Linked DNA regions of Ovis aries: region 2 is linked to region 1. The links are chromatin contacts, called in public Hi-C maps. All regions are on one chromosome and are shown on one strand. Each heading gives the region's core, a stretch centred on a gene start, on an enhancer-like site or on the middle of the called end of the contact. The rest is flanking DNA. Distances are from core to core; before and after follow the strand shown.

Region 1 (4,404 bases), core at 284-2,783:
TGATAGTTCAGTTGGTAATGAATCCGCCTGCAATGCAGTTCTATTCCTGGGTCAGGAAGATCTACTGGAGAAGGGATAGGTTACCCACTCCAGTATTGTTGGGCTTCCCTTGTGGCTCAGCTGGTAAAGAATCTGCCTGCAATGCAGGAGACCTGGGTTCAGTCCCTGTTTTAGGAAGATTCCCCTGGAGAAGGGAAAGACTACTCACTCCAGTATTCTGGCTGGAGAACTCCATAGACTGTATAGTCCATGGGGTCAGAAAGAGTCAGACATGACTGAGCGACAAAGTAATTCATAGAGAGATTAAATAGAGAGATTACATAAAGTTATCCAATGAAATATGAGTAGATGAAAGCACTATCTCTTAATCGGTGTATTACGTTATACTTGGTTTTAAGTACATGTGTCTAACTGAATTAATGAATTAAATAGTAGTAGTAGAATCCCCATAGACAGAGGAATCTGGCGGGCTAATGACTCCATGAGGGTTTCCCTGATAGCTCAGTTGGTAAAGAATAAGTCCATGGAGTCAGAAAGAGTCAGACACGACTGAGTGACTAAGCGTAGCAGACAGTAGATATCTGATAAATTCATTGATATGTCTAATTTTATATATTCAAAAACTTTTTGAAGAGGATCTGCTCATTAAGAAAATGGAGGCCTCCTTCTGCTGGGGGAATCCCCAGTATTTAGCAGTTCTAAACAAACAGAAGCCGAGCAAAGTAAAGCAGGCAGAGGCTGAAGTGTCAGCTATGTTACTAAGGGCAGGCTGGAGGGTGGCTGGCTCGGTGGACTTGCACATTATTGAACCCCAGAATTACGTAGGCTTACCTATCCCCCAGGTACTGCAGAAGGCAGCCGTTCACCTCCAGGTGAAGTGCTCCCAGGAGCTGGCACAAAGCCCGGAGACAAATGGCATCCATCTCCCCCAGGACACAACATAGGCCCTGATAGAGGCCAGAAGGAGTTCACTTACTGAGCACGTTTCACATTACAGGAGTGGGGAAGCCTTCCCCACCAACACTGTGTATTTGGGCATACGGCATACACTCACTCTAATTCTCCCCACACATGTGAGGCTATTCAGTTACTCCATGGTGGGTGAAGGGTTCACTTGTTCCGTCATGGGGCGAAGGACGGCTGTACCAGGGCTACTGGCGTCAGCATGCTGCCTTTTCACCTCCAGGCCCCCGTGGACCAGCTCTGTGCAGAGAATACTCAGCAGTGGGGAGACTGCAGCTGCTCCAGGACTCAGATAATTTTAGGAATTCTGGAGCCTCCCACCAGGAGATTGGGCATCCAGCCCATTCATTCCCTGTCCATCTGGGTTGGGGTTGGGCAGGCAGGGGAAAATCACCCAGTGAGCTGAGAGTGGAGCTGGGGTGAGAAGCTCCCATCAGTAACAAGAGCATAGTTTTCTGCCCTTCTTTGAGCTGCCCATCATGAGAAATCTCTAAATTCTCCATGTTCCAGACTGGTTCTCTCCTTCACAGGTGACTGCCTAGCCACTGGCCCTCTGAAAGGAAGATTTCACTGCAGTTGATTCTGTTTCAGCTTGTAAAACCAACAATGACCTGGCAGACGTGGCCAGAGCTGGCGGCTGCTGACATATCCATTCCTGACATCACTTACTACAATTATATTAACCGTGCCAATTGGTGTGAACTGAACCAGTCATGAAGAGTGGCGGTGTTAAACCAGAGGGCCCATTTGTTGCCAGACTGGTTGCTAATAAGCTGGGTCTAGGCATGGGCTTAATATTTCCATTGATGGTGAAACTGAGGAAGAATCACCCATAGAACCTGATACATAGAGCACCCTTGAGGCAGAAGAGCAGAGGTGGACGGTGGGAGAATAGACAGGAAGAAAGGAGAGAGGAAGGGAGGGGAGGAGAGGAGAAAGGAGAGAGAGGAGAGATTCCAGTTAGTAAGATTTCACTCTTTTAGGTTTTTTTTTAAATGGCAGAAAATGGAATAATGTCCTAAGCATTCTTGCTTCTCTAATGCTGCTTTCTTCAATGTTCAAACCATGTTACATCACTGAAGCAGAAGAAAAATAAGAAAGAACTGAAATTTTCACTTTCGCTTCTGCACTGCTGATTCCTCTATGGGACCAGGGTGATGGGGAGAAAAGTCAGTTGGCTCTGAAACAAAACAGACCAGGATTTGAATTGTTTTCCATGAAATGAGTGACTTTGGGGGAAATTACTTAATTTTTTGAGTCTCAGTTTCCTCATCACTAGGAGATAAAAATACTTACCTTGCAAGACCCCTCTATATGCTTCCTTAAATAGCACTTTGTCTATCATAACAGTTTTTCTAGTTTATTGAAATTATTTTTTACAAAATGTTTGTTTGCTTTCATTGCTGGACTGAAGGCACTTTGGAATCAGGGACTGAGTTTGCCTTGCTCATGGGTATCTTTATCATGCAGTGCAGTGCCTGGCACATAAGTATTTGCTGGAAGGATGGGTTAATTGATGGATGGATAAGTGGATAGAGGAGATGAGTGGATAGACGGTTGGATGTGGACAGATGATTCAAGAAAATCGTGAAGATTAGATTTGATGTATTTAAGCGACCTACTCCCAAATCTAGAATCTACGGGTGCTTAAAATTCCTTCCCACTCTCGGTAGAAGACCCCACTTCCTCTGAAGTTCCTCTTTTTGACTCTGAATATAATCTGGGCAAAATCTTTCTTTCCTTGCCAGTAGCAACATTTCCAGGGCTGTGATTTATGAGCTGTTCTCGTGAGAATTTAGTCTATCACTACCACCACCACTGTGTATCTGAGGAGACACAAATACCCAGAGTAAGCTCAAGACACATGAAGGGAAAGGTGAAAGTGAAAGTCACTCAGTCGTGTCCAATTCTTTGCGACCCCATGGACTCTGTCCATGGAATTCTCCAGGCCAGAATACTGGAGTGAGTAGCCCTTCCCATCTCCAGGGATCTTCCCAACCCAGGGATCGAACCCAGGTCTCCTGCATTGCAGGCAGATTCTTTACCAGCTGAGCCACAAGGGAAGCCCAAGAATATTGGAGTGGGTAGCTGATCCCTTCTCCAGGGGATCTTCCCGACCCAGGAATTGAACTGGGGTCTCTTGCACTGCAGGCAGATTCTTTACAAACTGAGCTATTAGGGAAGCCCCAAGACATACAGGGAAGGTATTATTATAATAGGAGAAGAAAATGGCTTTTCTGAATGGCAAGAGTGGAGGGCTGGCTGAAGGCATCCCTAAGTTGTCTTCTCTAAGGAAGAAGACATCTCCTTCAGGTCAAGAAATAACTGAGTAGTGGGAGAGGGAATGGGGGAAGGGCAAGATAGGGGTAGAGGATTAAGAGGTGCGAACTATTATGTATAAAAATAAGCTATAAGGATATGTTGTACAACAAAGGGAATATAGCCAGTTTATAGCTATAGCTATAAGAACTATAGATGAATTATAGCCTTTAAAAATGTACAATTTTATGTTGTATACCTGTAACTTATATAATATTGTACATCAACTATATTACAGTGAAAATGCTAAGTCCTAACCACAGGACTACCAGGGAATCCCAAGAAAAGATTTTAAAAAGCCATCTTCTACTGAAAAAAGAGAAGTAACTGAGTAAAATAGCCTCTCTCTCCTCTCCATTGTAACAGCACCTTTCAGTCTACCCTTTCTATATGACATACCCGTTTCTACCTTATGTCTCGGTTGCATGCGTGTGTGACCAGGAGTCTGAAGCCCAGCAGGCAGTGCTTGTTGAATGAGTGAATGAGCTGATGTCTTCATTTCATCTCCTAATTGATTCCTTGTGATTAGATTCTGTATCCAGCCTTTATAGCTCCATCAGTGCCTAGTGTAATATTTTGTGCCAAGTAGTCTGTAAGCTTTAGGTAAATATTTGTTGGATGAGTAAATGAATGCCCAAAAGGGCTTCTGGAGGAAAGCCAGGAAGACATTCCTCTGATGAAAAAAATTTGTAAGGAGGCAGGAGAATGCTGGAAGGGAGGATGTGGGGGGTGAGGATGGTGGGTGGGGAGAGAAGAGAGGCTTCCAGGCTGAATGGAAGTTGTGGGTGTGGAGTTGTCTCTGAAGAAATAGCAGAGGAGGAAACGTGTGAATGTTAAAGAAGGAAATGGTCCATGAGGAAAGCAGCTCTGTCATGCTGGGAGGAACTTAAATGTTGGAGAAACTCAGAAAGTAGGGAGAAGGCCCTGGAGGAAAGAGAGACCAGGGACATGGACAAGAGGTGATGACAGTGACATCGAAATTAGAGCTCCTTTGTCTTGTATCTCTCATCTCTTCTTTTTTTAAATGTTCCACCATGTACTCTTGTTATGAAACATAGTTCAACTCTTCTTACAAAACAAAAACAAAATAGTACATACTATAGAGCAAGCTGAGCACTGAGA
Region 2 (4,395 bases), core at 777-3,276, 140 kb before region 1:
TCTTTGAAGAGCACCACAGTAAACTGCATCAAGGTTGCATCACACAAAAAAGAAAAATGGAAGAGGGGAGGGAGAGGGGGTGCTTGGCTCTCCTTATACCAGGCAGGGATGTTTCAAGTACCACGTAGATGAGGGTCAGGAAGACTTAGTCCTGTGTGACTGGAGAGTACTCAAGAGCTGTCAACTATTCAGCAAGCTGCCTTAATGGGAATGTCACTGGGATGGTATTCTGTTAGTGTTGGTTGCTCAGTTGTGTCCGACTCTTTGCAACCTCATGGACTGTAACCTACCAGGATCCTTTGTCCATGGGATTCTCCAGGCAAGAATACTGGAGTGGGTTGTCATTTCCTTCTCCAGGGGATCTTCCCTACCCAGGGATTGAACCTGGGTCTCCCACATGGTGGGCAGATTTCTTTACTGTCTGAGCCATGAGGGAAGTCCATAAGAAAAAAAAAAAATTGAGCCCCATTGGGAACATACACTGGGATGGTATCCTGGAGGGCATTCAAAAAAAAAAAATAGTTTAAATCAACTAGAAAATGTTACATGGGTGCATATGGTGATTATTCAACATTTATTCACCGTGTGTTAGGTGCTTGGTTGAGGCGGACCCCCTAGGACTGGCTGCTGTTCCTGTGTCACTCCTGATCATTTTTAAATTGACCTTGTCCTTTTAACCGTGTTTTTAAACACTGAACTACTCCAATGTGAACACTTTCCACTTTGCTACATAATGAGAGTACGTTCATCCCTTTAATGTTTGCTTTTTCCTTTGATCTAACAATTTCTGTTCAAATTTCACAGTTTTCTGTGGCTTCAGGAATGAAAGAACTGATTACCCTGCTGGGAGCGTGAAATAGACTTTAAAAAATTGGCATGATATTTCCTCCCAGTGAAATTAATTTAGCTTTAAATACAGGGGTAAGGTACACACCTTGTGCTGGAGCCTCTTTCTCTCACACACCTAAGCAGTTGCTTAGCGCACAGTTGGACCTGCTGCCAAGTCTTAGGTCTTTTGTGAGGCTCCTTTGCAAGACACAGGCTGAGAACCTTTCTGTTTGACTGCTGGCTTTGTGTGGGCCTGATGACATATCTGGGACGTCTCTATTTCTTTGAAGGCCCATCTGAAAAGCCCAGTGGTCCTGTCGAGCAGTCCGGTGGCTGGGGTACTTAAGTGCAGCCCGACTGGCTTGCGGAGTGTTTTGAGGGTCTTTTAGGAAACGCACCTTCTTGCAGGGCAGGGATCCTCGGCTCCAGAGCAACAAAGGACAATTTCGAGGGGAGTGGAAGGAGCGCTCCACAGCCTCTCTGGCATCCCAGGCCCCCTTCTCCCTAGCTTCGTGTCCTTAGTGACCCCGCCTTCATCCTCTGCATCCCACCCGGGCTGTCTCGCTGCTCCTTAGTCTGGCCAGGGGCGCCGCGACCCACCACCTTCCCCCGCGCCCCACTCGGGGCGCCCTCAAACCCTTGGAGCAGCGCTGCGCACCGCCGCCACGCTCGCCCCGCGGCCCCCCGCGGCCTCTCTGGCACCGCTGGGTCCGGCTTCTGGGGCCAGTGTTACCCCCGCCCAGCAGTCCATAGCCGTCTCCTGCAGCCCCCGTCGCAGGAGCTGTCAAGCTCGCAGCCGCTGAGCCAGCCCCGGAGCTCCCGCGTCTCCTCTCCTTCCTTTGTGTGCGCGCGAGAGGAGTTGGGGCGGAGGGAGAAGGGGGAGGTCGCTCTGTCGGTCTGTCTCCCGCTGCCTTTGCCCGGGCAGCTTGAAGTGCGGCCGGGGAGGAGGGAGCCCACGGGGAGGGTGCGGGGAGCTGGTGGAGCGGCTGTGGGCCGCCCGCGAGCCCGGGTTCCAGCCGCGCGCTGGGAAGCGCGGCCCGCAGCTGGGGCTGGGCTGGAGGCACGATTTGTCCGCTCCGGCCGCCCCTCGGCCTCCCTCGGCTCCCACCTACCCCCCGACACCCGGAGAACAGCGTGCGAAGGCGCCGAGAGGGACGGAAACCACAAATAAATAGCGGCGGCAGCAGCGCGTCATCTGGCGGAGCAGGAAGTGCAGGCAGAGTCCGGAGGCTGGTGCTTTCTGCGCGTCCCCTGGACTTTGCCATGGGCTGGGGGCCGCGGAGGCTGCGAGCGGCCGGGCCAGGGCAGCGGCGGCGGCGTCCGCTCCGGGGCTGAGCGAGAAGCGTCGCGCGGGGCGCACGGAGATGGCAGCGTCCAGCAACTCCAGCCTGTCCGGCTCCTCGGTGTCCTCCGGTGAGTTTCAGCCCATCGGGAGCGGCTGCCCCGCTGGGTGTCTCGTCCCCTGCCCGCGCCCCGCACTCTGGGATGGAGAGAGCCTACCTGTGGCCGTTCTGCCCGCTCTCCCGGAGTGAGGGCCGCTGTGACACTTGTTTGGCTGGCCGGCACCCTTGGGCGCCCACTGCACCTTCGCGCCTGGAGTCTGACAGCGCAGAGGTGGGAGAGCGGGGGCGCCCTTGGTGTGCAGAAGTAGGGGTGTTGGGGATTTGTGGAGCAGCAGGCAAGAAGCGAGGCGAGCAGGGCGGGCTCGCACTTTCTAGCGCCACTGAACCAGGGCTGGCGGGTCGGGGAAGGTGAGGGTGCCGCTGGGCGCCCGGACCCTCTGGCTGTGCGGTGCCCATTCCACTGGATGCCCAGATTCAAGGCAAGGGGGAGCAAACCCTCGCTCTTCGCATACTTCATTTTCTTTGTTTGTTTCAGAAATTAGCTCCGTGTAGACGCACGCTTGGTGTATGAGCTTGAGATAGGGATAATTCAGGGATTCTGTCATTCTGGTTAGGGTTGAAGTTAAGAGACCGGCGGTCAAGCCCAGCCTCTGACCACTTGCCCAGTTTCAAGTGTGCGTATGTATGTGTGTATGTGATTTCCCTCTGTGGCCTCTTAGAATACATTTGGTAATTTTACTTTCCCGGCATACATTTTTTTTTTTTCTTTCAAGTGTGGCTGAGCAAAGGAAGGGCTTCTTTCAGCTTTTCTATGGTTGATCAGCGGGTCTAATTGAAGAGAAGAAATCGCTAATGAATCTGAAGGAGAGGAATCAATAGCAGCAGACCCTCTGGATTCTGAGTATGACAGGTTTCTAATCAGGATGATGCATTAGGTAGAATGCTTCTACCGCTCTGGTCATTGAAAACTTTAATGACAAACCCTAAAGGGATAGCTGACAAGACATTTACTGTAGTTTACAGTATTCAAGGGTCAAGAAGGTCTTGAAGTCCTAATGGAAATACTCAATATATCAATATTGTATTAATTTCTATTGTGTGTCCACTTTAAATTATTACTCCAAAAATTAAACTCAGAGAAAGAAACGTTCTATTGGAGGCATTGGACAGCAAGCCAGGCAATAAGGAACCCTATCTCTAGATGTGTGACTAATTAAATCATGAATGCAAGGTGCTTTGACTAAGGTGCAGTTGTGACATGGAACAAGGTGATTACTTGAAAGTCATCTATTATCTTTTTTGGCAGGTTTTAGTTCCAGTGAAATGGCACTTCCTTTTTTGATCATTATCAACTGATGAAAAGCGCAGTGTTGTTACGTGTACAAGGTAGTCGAAGTTTCTGGTAGTAGCAGCCAATGGGGCAGAACAGTCATATCTTATTAAGAGCAGCAACAAGTTGACCGACCGCCTGTGGTTTTTAATTCTGAGAACTCAGCAAATGCTACAGCTTATTTTTAGTACCCTCAAACCACTGATGCTGCTTTTCAATTCATTTTGGTTGACTAACATTGAATTTAAAATACAGTGCTGTTGGCTTATGGTTACCATATGGTTACCCCTCTTTGAAAATGGCCCACAAGATGAACTGGTGGGAGAGTGGGAATGAAGGGAAAGAAGACAAGAGGAAGGACAGTAAAGTGGTTTTATCATGTGATTTACTGGTGTATGAATTACAGGTGCTGTGGCATCCGAATTTTCAGATCTTGATGAAATATCTCCTTAAGCTTAAGGAGCCTTAGGAAGAATACATGGGTTTGAAGCAGCACAGTATAAGCTTTAAATGACGTTAACTGCTTTGTAGATAGGATAGAGATGCGTGTGAAGGTTCTATTTTTTGCTTTAGTTACCACTGTTTTAAATCCTAATGAAAACTGAGAGATAACAGGAAAGCTGAGATTCACAAAGTGGTCCGGGATATGTTGTTTACCATGAATCAGTCTAGCCCATGAACTTATATTGGCTAACTCACCAATTAATCAGGTACTGTGTCTTGAAAAATATGAGAACCAGAATTCTCTTTTTAAGCACACTTACCATCATGTGGATCATGAATAATTCAGAAAACACAAGCAATTCACACCTGTGAGAAGTGTTGGGCAGGAAATAATAGAGCTTGTTTGTGATGGCAGCTGGGTTCTCAGGCAAAGGTCAGAGTCTGAGAATA

Evidence for each region. A called contact is a pair of places that touch in the nucleus more often than the background predicts.
Region 2: a contact with region 1 is called in a Hi-C map of liver, with 4 times the contacts expected there. The contact joins the promoter of CHN2 here to the enhancer-like site in region 1. A contact is called at or near these places in 6 of 16 Hi-C or Micro-C datasets (hypothalamus, liver, omental adipose tissue and 2 more).

What each region holds. Positions count from the first base shown.
Region 1 is chr4:68,370,075-68,374,478 of ARS-UI_Ramb_v3.0, reverse strand. The region is part of intron 1 of CHN2 (chimerin 2); the gene reads left to right. Among named protein-coding and RNA genes, the nearest start is that of CHN2, 140 kb to the left of the region's middle. Within about 2 kb of position 1,533, at least 6 of the 54 cell types and tissues checked have an H3K27ac peak or open chromatin away from gene starts, as enhancers often do. A contact at or near this core is called in liver, where this site is marked.
Region 2 is chr4:68,514,860-68,519,254 of ARS-UI_Ramb_v3.0, reverse strand. It overlaps CHN2 (chimerin 2), which reads left to right and starts at 2,026. Exons shown (of 13, transcript XM_004007934.5): 1 at 2,026-2,241. The coding sequence starts at 2,193.